3 separate regions of the Mus musculus genome follow, and regions 1 and 2 are each linked to region 3. A link is a contact called in public promoter capture Hi-C data. All regions are on one chromosome and are shown on one strand. The core of a region is the stretch at or near the end of the contact, and the rest is flanking DNA. Distances in the headings are between cores, read along the strand shown.

What was found. Promoter capture Hi-C pulls out the DNA fragments that hold promoters and counts their contacts.
Region 1: a contact with region 3 is called in a promoter capture Hi-C map of liver, with 6 times the contacts expected there. The contact joins the promoter of H2ac12 here to the promoter of Slc17a2 in region 3. A contact is called at or near these places in 3 of 39 promoter capture datasets (hippocampal neurons and liver), 2 of 115 datasets of contacts at active chromatin or transcription factors (fetal liver and large pre-B cells) and 2 of 9 other capture datasets (adipose tissue and liver).
Region 2: a contact with region 3 is called in a promoter capture Hi-C map of liver, with 2.7 times the contacts expected there. The contact joins the promoter of 4932702P03Rik here to the promoter of Slc17a2 in region 3. A contact is called at or near these places in 7 of 39 promoter capture datasets (3T3-L1-derived adipocytes, the HPC-7 cell line, cranial neural crest and 3 more), 1 of 484 Hi-C or Micro-C datasets (B cells) and 1 of 9 other capture datasets (embryonic stem cells).

What each region holds. Positions count from the first base shown.
Region 1 is chr13:22,033,863-22,036,961 of GRCm38.p6, reverse strand. It overlaps H2ac12 (H2A clustered histone 12), which reads left to right and starts at 1,319. Exons shown (of 1, transcript NM_175659.2): 1 at 1,319-1,840. The coding sequence starts at 1,410. The coding sequence ends at 1,796. H2bc12 (H2B clustered histone 12) reads right to left here and starts at 1,141. Exons shown (of 1, transcript NM_175665.2): 1 at 642-1,141. The coding sequence starts at 1,075. The coding sequence ends at 695.
Region 2 is chr13:24,903,697-24,907,208 of GRCm38.p6, reverse strand. 4932702P03Rik (RIKEN cDNA 4932702P03 gene) reads right to left here and starts at 1,609. Exons shown (of 3, transcript NR_045182.1): 1 at 1,501-1,609.
Region 3 is chr13:23,805,526-23,808,839 of GRCm38.p6, reverse strand. It overlaps Slc17a2 (solute carrier family 17 (sodium phosphate), member 2), which reads right to left and starts at 1,847. Exons shown (of 12, transcript NM_001377113.1): 1 at 1,489-1,847.

The DNA.
Region 1 (3,099 bases), core at 70-2,569, 1.8 Mb after region 3:
GTTTCCCTTTAAATAAATTGTCCCCCATGGGTCCCCTCTGCCTCCACACCACACCCCAGGGTTTCACTGTGCAGCCCTGACTGTTCAAACTCACTCGGTAGACTAGACCGGCCTCAAACAGGCATCCACCTGGCTTTGCCTTCAGAGTGCTGGGTTCAAATAAAGGCAGGCACAACTACAGCAAGGTTTAAATCGTTGGTTTTGTCTGGTTTGGCTTAACTAGCCTCCATTTAACTTTTTTTAACAGGAGACCGGATCTTGTAAGCTAACCTAGCCAGAATTTCTAACACAGAACACGATTTTAAGATCCTAATCTTACTTCTACTTACCAGAACACAAGCATTATAGATGCGCTCCACCTCATCCAAACTTACGCAGCAATGGGGACTAAGCTGAGCTTCAGGTATGCCAAACACTCTCCCAGCTGAATTTACACCCTCAGCCCTGACCTGATTTTGAACAAATTACGCCAGAATACAATATAACTTTAAGTCAAAAGGTCATTGTGGCTTACACAAAACTGGGAGACCCTGACCGAGACAAGCAACTCTGTAGTGCATTCAACACTACATACACCTGCCACAGGAATCAAGAGCCGTACTCGAAGGTGAATTCATGTTTGCAGCTCTAATACTGGTGGTTTAGTGGCTCTTAAAAGAGCCTTTGGTGCTAGACGTCAACCCTATTGAGAAGTTTACTTGGCGCTAGTATACTTGGTGACAGCCTTGGTGCCCTCCGACACGGCGTGCTTGGCCAGCTCCCCGGGCAGCAGCAGGCGCACGGCCGTCTGGATCTCCCGGGACGTGATGGTCGAGCGCTTGTTGTAATGCGCCAGGCGGGACGCCTCGCTCGCGATGCGCTCGAAGATGTCGTTCACGAACGAGTTCATGATGCCCATGGCCTTGGAGGAGATGCCGGTGTCGGGGTGCACTTGCTTCAGCACCTTGTACACGTACACCGAGTAGCTCTCCTTGCGGCTGCGCTTGCGCTTCTTGCCGTCCTTCTTCTGGGCCTTGGTGACGGCCTTCTTGGAGCCCTTCTTCGGGGCGGGAGCGGACTTCGCAGGCTCAGGCATGGCGTAGAAATGAATAGAAAACAAAGCTGAACACCCAACAGGACAAGCAGATAGGAACACCACGGGTACTCTTTATCTAGAACTTCGTATGCAAATAAAGTGAAATGCCCTTGTCTGGGTAGTGGTCACTCAGAGAAAAGGCTGAGCCTGCTTTTACCCAATGAGAATACACAACTCCCAAAACCTCGTTTCCATTGGTTAAGTTGAACTCACAATGCTAACCAATGACGGGCCTCCTTTTTCGCGCCCTGGCTTGACTATAAAAATCTACAGAGTTTCCCTTTGTTTCTGCTGTTTAGCTAACGCTTACCAGGGAAGTTTTAAGTTGTACAATATGTCTGGACGCGGTAAGCAGGGCGGCAAGGCTCGCGCCAAGGCCAAGACCCGCTCCTCCCGGGCCGGCCTGCAGTTCCCCGTGGGCCGCGTGCACCGGCTGCTCCGCAAGGGCAACTACTCGGAGCGCGTGGGCGCCGGCGCCCCGGTGTACCTGGCGGCCGTGCTGGAGTACCTGACGGCCGAGATCCTGGAGCTGGCGGGCAACGCGGCCCGCGACAACAAGAAGACGCGCATCATCCCGCGCCACCTGCAGCTGGCCATCCGCAACGACGAGGAGCTCAACAAGCTGCTGGGCCGCGTGACCATCGCGCAGGGCGGCGTCCTGCCCAACATCCAGGCCGTGCTGCTGCCCAAGAAGACCGAGAGCCACCACAAGGCCAAGTGAAGCAGGTTTCAATATCTCCCAAAGGCTCTTTTCAGAGCCACACACAAAGTCCAGAAAGAAGCTGGTACATGTAAATCTAAGATCTCCTTTGTGAAGTGATAGTACTAATTCCAACCACGTGGTGAGTAAGCTGCAGTCCAGTGTAAATGTGTTCTCTCCGCGTGGGACTTAAGCATTCAAGTTTAACCCTTCTAGGAATATTTGGATCTTGAAACTGCTTTCTTGGTCTTTTTTTCATCAAGTATTTTTTGTTTTTTCAGACAATCTCATTAAAACCCACTGTAGGACAAGCCAGTCTGCCTCTGCCTTGGATATTGGGACTTTGACCTTCCCAAGCTGGCATAATCTATCATAGACACCAGGTCTGGTTAACCTTCAACAGATGAGGTTTTACTTTTTTTTTCCACTTTGCAGCAGAACATGTTAGAAGACTTTACAGGTCTTAATGCTGCTTAACTGGTGTGTGTGCATGCCCACCTGCTAGCCAGAAGTAAACGATCAATTTTAAGTTACTTTTTTTTTCTTCTAAATCCCCATAATGTTTTCACAAATCTTACTGCTCAAAGGAGCAGAAACTCGGGGGGGGGAGGGGGGGTAAGAGCCTGCCTGGTAACGAAGGGGATAAAGTCCTCAACTTGACCCAAGAATAAAATTTAACAAAACAGTGTAAAGAATATGTGTGCTCTGCAGTTCATTTCTAAAAATAGAGCCTAATTAATTGTGTTGAAATAATGATTCCAAGTTCAGTATTATTGATCTGAGAGGCTACAAAATTGTAAGCAGTTGGTGTGACCTAGTGTGTCACTACTGAGAACTTCAGTAACGCCAGCCACTTGCAAAGAGAGAAGCTGGAAAAGGAGTTCCAACAGCAGCCCATGAAACAGGAAATTCTGTACATTTATGGACTTGTGGAAATCGGACTCTGAGTTTAGAGAAGAGTTTCTGAGAATAGCATGTCGGTGACTGGCAATATCAGAATATAAGAGAGTGATTTAGTCAGTTAGTCCCACCAGACCTGAAAGGACCAGTCCTGTGTGTGTGTGTGTGAGAGAGAGAGAGAGAGAGAGAGAGAGAGAGAGAGAGAGAGTGTAAACTGTATGACTAACTTGTTTAGTAGTTTTGGAAAGACACTGGATAGGACATAAGGTCTAGTTGATCCTCCTTCCACAGGGCCATGTCTGTGTTCAAATGCTCAGTGAGCACGATATGATAGAACAAAGTATGCGCTTAGGTTAGATGGTAAAGTATGGAAATACATCTAAGAGATAACTGTTAGCTAATAGGCTTTAGGTCTCAAAAAAAG
Region 2 (3,512 bases), core at 360-2,859, 1.1 Mb before region 3:
CGATCCTGGAATACGAATGTGAACACTTGTCTGAGTGCATTTTCGGTTGCTAATAACACAATACCACAGCTTGGGTAAGTTGTATTGTTTTAGCTCATGGCTCTGATACAAGGTCAAGGCAATGGCCTTGCTAGCAGAATCCCTAGGCGGTATAGAGCATAATATGCAAAAGACCTAAGCAAACTGGCCTTTACAATAGAGTCACTCCTAAAGCTCCATTGAATTCCTAAGTGGTTGCATGGTGAAGGCAAAGCCTTAGTCAGCTATGAAAAGGTCCTGTATGACCCCGCCTCCTGGGCCTACAGGTGGCCCGTTCCTCGTGGGAGTTCCCCCACTAGGTGCCCCCCCCCCAACCCTCTGAGGGGCTTAGTCACCTTATGACACCAGTAAAATTGGATTAGGACCCAGCCTGACGGCTTCATTTTGAACCACTCCTAAAGGGCTCATCTCTTCCTACATTCTAGAATTTGGGGGTTAGGAGATCAACGTACAGATTTTGCCCCCAGGGTCCCCTGTGCCCGGGGGAAACCGGCTGTCTTCAAATTTAGACTTGGAATGTTGACACGAGCTTTCCCTCCCCATCCCCAACTCCCAGAGAGTTCATTTAAGGAGCAACAGCAGTGGGAACTCCAGGCAGAGCCTTGACCAGGGTTGAGCAGAGACCAGGACGAGAGGGCAAGCTCCCAGGCCTCAAGGCTCAGAGTTCCTCGCAGGTCCCAGCTGGACATGATGAAGGCAGGAGGGTGATACTGCTTCACAAATCAAGACAGAAAGGGTTGGCTGTGGGCTTCAAGTACTACCTCAATATGGAGCCTGCAGCCTTCGCTCCCAGACCTGATGGTTTCGCCCCTGCAGAATGCACAGGGAACCGCCTCTGAGTGGCAACTGACAGAGGCGCAGACAGCCCCACCTTTACTCTGCTCTGTGGCTACTAAGCTCCTAGTGGGGCTTTCTTCCCAGAGCGCCACAAAAAAAGAGGACCCTGGGTGATTCCCCCAGCGCTGCTCAGAGGGCCTCCTCCAACCCCTGGCTTGCTGATGAGTTCAGAAAGATTCAGTTGATGAGGGTTACAATAGTCCCGAGGACAGAGGCCAAGCCCAATCCCGAGGAACCGGAAGCACAGCCAGACTCTGGCATGTCCATACCAGGGGCACTTTCCTTTACATGTTGGGCGGTCCACAGACCTCTGCTCTCCGGGGAGTCACTTCAGCAATGGGAAAGCAGAACGCGGGAGCGCTAGAAGCCTCTTCCTCTAAGAAAAAACGAAGTGTGTTCTGGGGCAAGGGAGAAAGCTGACCTAGAAAAGGAAAGGGCGGGGGGGGGGGGGGCATACATAGTTAGACCTTTGAGAACATTTTTTAAAGTTTTTGTTTTCATGACAAAAAAAAAATGTGTTTTTTTTTTGTCATGCTATCATCACTATCTATCAGCTATCTATCACCGGTCACAATACCTGAGATTTGATGAATTTACAAGAAGGAAGGGTCTATTTTGACTCACCGGTCTAGTCCACCGTTGTGAGCAGCTTACTTTGGGACCGGGCCCAGAATGAGCATCAACAGAGCTGGGCTGAGGAAAACGGCTCCCACGGCGGGTGGAGAAGCAGAGCGAGGAAGGCACGCACCCAGTGAGGTCACTTCCTTCCACCGGACCCCACTTCTTAAAGCTTCCAGTGTGTTCCAGCAGTGGCGGGGTTTGGGGATCAAGTCTTCCCACACATTGGTCTTTCTGGGACATTTTAGATCCAAACAGTGGCCGAAAGTCATTGTCATTGGGCTGGTGTGTATTTGGCTCATCTCCCTTTCAAAAACTCAGTAAAATAAAGAACTCTTGCAAGACCGTAATGATCAAGGAGACTTTTAATTCACAGACCTGAGGAGTAGCACTCTGGGTCTCAGAACGGGACCTCCACAATTTACCCCAACAAAATTGCTAATAGACTGATGGAGACAACTTCGTGGTGGAAGAGATCCAAGAATGAATACATCCAGCATCAATTCTACAAAACTAGAAACTTCAAGGACGTCTGGTAATGTGGTTTAAGGGAAGGTGTGTCTATGAAGGGTCGCACAGAATCGTTTAGGGTGACGTATTCATTAGCTCAGTTAGAGCGGCGGCTCCAGGGCATGGACATATTCATCACATTATACTTAGTATGTGTAGTTTATTCTAAGTGAATTATACCCCAATATACTTTTTAAAAAATTACTTTTCCTGCAGTGCTATGAACTGAATTTAGGTTCTCACACACGTAGGTAAATTCCTAGTTGTAAATTGGTTTTTGTTTGTTTGTTTGTTTTATAAATACTGTCAGGGCTGTGCTACAGTGTCTCAAAATACAGTGGGGAGAGAGAGAGAGAGAGAGAGAGAGAGAGAGAGAGAGAGAGAGAGAGAAAGGAAGGGAAGGAAGGAAGGAAGGAAGGAAGGAAGGAAGGAAGGAAGGAAGAAAGAAAGAAAGAAAGAAAGAAAGAAAGAAAGAAAGAAAGAAAGAAAGAAAGAAAGAAAGAAAGAAAGAAAGAGAGAGAGAAAGTTAGTTTGCAGCAGGGACAGAATGTCCTTTAATATTGATAGAAAGCCACTGAGCTGAGACTGGTCAATTCAAGCTGACTGTCCTCAAGAAGGACCCGTGAGTTTCAGAAATTGTATTTGTTTTCCCAATATAGATACAGCAAATAATAGTTTTAGTCTTTGTTCATTTGGGGTGTGTGTGGTGTGTGTGTGTGTGTGTGTGTGTGTGTGTGTGTGTGTGGTTTTGTTTTGATTTGAGACAGGCTCTTTCTACGGAGCCTGACTGTTCTAGAACTTACTATGTAGACCAGGTTGGCCTTGAACTCACAGAAATCTGCCTGCCTCTGTCTGCTCAATGCTGGGATCAAAGGAGTATGCCATTATACCTGGCTAAGTGTTTTAGTCTTTGCAGACAACCCCTATTACAGTCCATTTAAAACCTTTTTGTGGGCTGGAGAGATGGCTCAGTGGCTATGAGCACTGACTGCTCTTGCAGAGGTCCTGAGTTCAATTTCCAGCAATGGTGGCTCATTACACATAGTGGTGGCTCACAACCATCTGTAAAGGGGATCTGGTGCCCTCATCTGGCGTATCTGAAGACTGTGACAGTGGACTCACATACATGAAATAAATAAAACTGAAAAAAAAAAAGTCTTTTTGTAAGATAAGAGCAGCCATGGGGTCATTCATACATAAACACATGAATGATCATGGTCCAAAAACTTTTTACAGACACAAAATTTGAAATTCATATTAGGCATGTGATCAAAACATTTCAATTTTTTTCCCAACCATATAAATCCTAAAACCTGGAGCTGGAGATATAATTCAGGGGTAGAGCCTACCATACACCAGACTCCAGGCTTCTGTCTCCAATACTGAGGGAGAAAAAAGAAAAAAGATTACAGTAAAAGCATTTTTTAAAAATCCCTTTTTAGCACATGCAGCATAAGAAAACAGGTCTCCTGATCCATCTCCAGGGACCCTCTCTATAGGGAGGACCA
Region 3 (3,314 bases), core at 598-3,097:
TACTGTGTTCAAGTATTTGAATTCTGTCTTAAATAGCCTTCCATTGTTTTGTTGTTGATGGCTTCTCCTTTTCCTAAGTATAAAAATTGGCCATTCCAAACTTTAGTCTTTCCATAATGAGATAATGAAAACCATGTTTCAAAACAGCCACCAGGGCTCATGAAATCACAAGCCATTAGAGTCACTGAAGACAGTACACTCATTGTAACTGTAAACCATCAAGACCATGGAAAATTTCAAAGACCTTCCCATTCAGGGAAGCAGACCTAGAAACACAGCTCAGGTATAGCCTCACACAGTACAGATTAAGTCGAACTTAATTTATATTTAAAAAAGGGTTGGGACAATATAGATTGTATTGGAGAAAAAGGGAACACAGACATTATGCTTAGGCATAAGGCACACGGAATAGGTTTTATTTGAGGGGAATGGTGATACAGACAGAGTTGCATAAGGGGCTTCATTCTATTCTTAGTCTAGAACTCATTACTTTATGCAATAATGTTTCTAATACTCTTTGATTTCCCCTAACAACCTGCTTATCTTGCATAATTTTGCCAGCCCAGCCTCCTGATTTAAACAAAGCAAATGTTGCATATTGTTCAAATATCAGGAGCCAGAAGTTCAGAGTCTCAATTTCCACTCTGTACAAACCATAGCAAGTTTCATAAACTCTTAGCGCCTTAATTGTTTCAGAGGAAAAGAGAGGACAATATTACTTCATGGGACTGTTTGCATGAGGAGAAGTCCGAGGTGCGCTCCTCCAAGGAGTTCTACATTGTCAAATGTCACTGCCATTAACAGCAGCAGTGACAGCCACCATGCCCCCACTCACTCCATGTTAGAACTTCTCAGATTCATGAGCAAATGCAGGCACAGAGCAAATAAAAATATTTTAATAAAATGTTCTGTTTTAAACTTCTATTTTAAAGTGTGTTCTGCCTTGGACGAGAAAGCGCTCATCTCGCCACAGACTGAAAAGAACATGAGGGTAAAAATATCCCTTGAGTGCTAGGCAACTCATTACCTCTCTACTTTTCTGAGGAACTGAGAGGTCCCTCAACCAATGTATTTATAAGTTAAATCACAGTCTAAAAAAATGTTTAAAGACCCCAAGGGGAAAATTCTTGACAGAGTTATGCCAAAAAGCCAATTGCACAGGTGTAGCTTTCTGCAATTCCGCTAGGACAAGAGAGAAACCCATCCTCACTAAATCCTGTCCTCTATGGCTACCAGTCATTACAGGCACCTACCATGGTCTCCTCTTAACTGTACAAAGGCAGAAAGCCTTCCAGAAATAGTCAGTTGTCTTGATTTTCATCTTAATCTGGCTTCTGCCAGTCTCCTCATCTTGAGAGGCAAGATCGAGTATATTGAAACTGGAAAAGACTCATTAAGCCCATTCACGAAGCTCAACCTTGTCTGTTCTGGTTCAGTGTTTCATCCAAAGCCAGTTGTACACATCTACATACCACAGCCAATACTCACCGATAGTGTGATACTCCTCCGGCTAGTGACCACGATCCACAGTGGCCCTTGACACCAGTGGCCTCGCAAACCTTAGAGTCTTGATTGGATTGTTATTTTGTAAGAAAGCCTCTTCTCCAGAGCCAGACACCATTCCCAATGGAGGTCCTCACACAGCAGTTGGTGTGTTTTTGAGTTCTCTTAACATTACTTCCTCCCTTGAAGGCATCTCTGATAGCTTCATAATTAACATCCTATTTACAAGAAGAAAAACACTTACCATCACCATTAAAGTAGTATTTAAAGCTCTAGACTAGAAAGCTACCTTGAAAAAAGGTGTTCCTGTATCTTCCTCTCTTTGCAGAGAAACGTAATGAGTCACGTGGGAACAAACACCGCCAGGTTTGACCCTGTGCTCTTGGGACAGAGAATCTGCATTTGGCGTGGCTGCTTAATTTTTAACTTCACTTTCAAGTTCTCACCGACCTAGTGAGTATCTCAACGGTGTCACTATGTTTTTCTGCTTTGAACTATGCACACAGACATTCAGTCAACAAGCCACTTCGCTGAAAGTGGAAAGAGGTGTGGAATGCAAGCAGCAGTGGGGCTCCTTAGCCTGAATCTCTGAAGTCATCCCCACCTTTGCTCCTAGAGCTTTCTTCGTCTGCAGACAAAGCACCCCGCCTGCTAGAACTGGCTTCTACATGAAGAAACAGGGTTGAAATGGGCGCAATGCCCAGAGATTGATGGGACGAATGAAATGACGTCTATCTGCTAACATCTATATGCCTGAACGAGATGGTCCTGCAGAGGGATCCAGTCAATCAGCTAGACTGCCTTCCGTCCTCTGGTGTCCACAGTGAACAGATGTGAACTGTGACTGAGAATTCCCCTGTTCCCGACCTCCATTTTCTCTGGGTCCTCCTGATGTGGTTTTGCTTGACTCCTGACTCTTGGGTTTGTTTTGTGGCTTTTAGGTTTTGGAATGTGGCTGGTGATAGATCTTTCTAGTTAGTCTCTTGGCCTTCTTAAAACAAGGTGAAGACCTGCCTTCTCTGCGTTTCAGCACCAGCTGAGCCTCTGACCCCAGTCCTATCATCATGGTCCCCCAAAGAGCCTATACTGCCCAGCTCCTTAGCCAGTCTTACTGGTCCCTACTCATTTTCTTTTTATTATTATTATTTAAAAAATCCAAACTATATTAGTTTTCTTATTTTTATTTATGTGTCTGTTTGTGTGATTGTATGGCATGCATGTGGGTACCTAAGGAGCCCCCCAAACCCTGGAACTGGAGTTACAGGTACCTGTGACTCCTCTCTTGAGAAGGTTCAGGAAACTAACCTCAGTACTCCAGAACAGAATGCCCTTTAAACCACTGAGCCATCTATTGTGTGACATTTTCTGGGGGAGACATGAACAAAAAGCTGTTCACTCAGATTGGGAACACGTGATTGGCCAAAGTAAGGATACCATCAAAATACAACATGGAAAACCCCTGAGTTTTATTTCGGTTACCTACAAGGAGTAGAGGTTAGGGGTTGCTTATAAGAGCTGCAACTCCAAAAGCCAAGCCCAGGATGGGTGACAGCGCAGAGAATTCAGAAACCTGGAGAGTACTACACAGATACCTAAGCTTCCCTGAGCCTCTTTTAGGCTGCTTAGCTTGTCTCTATATATTTATACTTAGACTGGATGGGGCCTAATGTGTCTGATAAATTTCAGGGATTTCCTGAAACCTTTGAATTGTTTAAGAAGGCTCCCTGCAGTATGTAATGTTTTACCTCTCTTGGAACATCTTGTGTCTTAAGGAACTTCCCTCAAGATGAATGTTCATCTGGCAGGACATT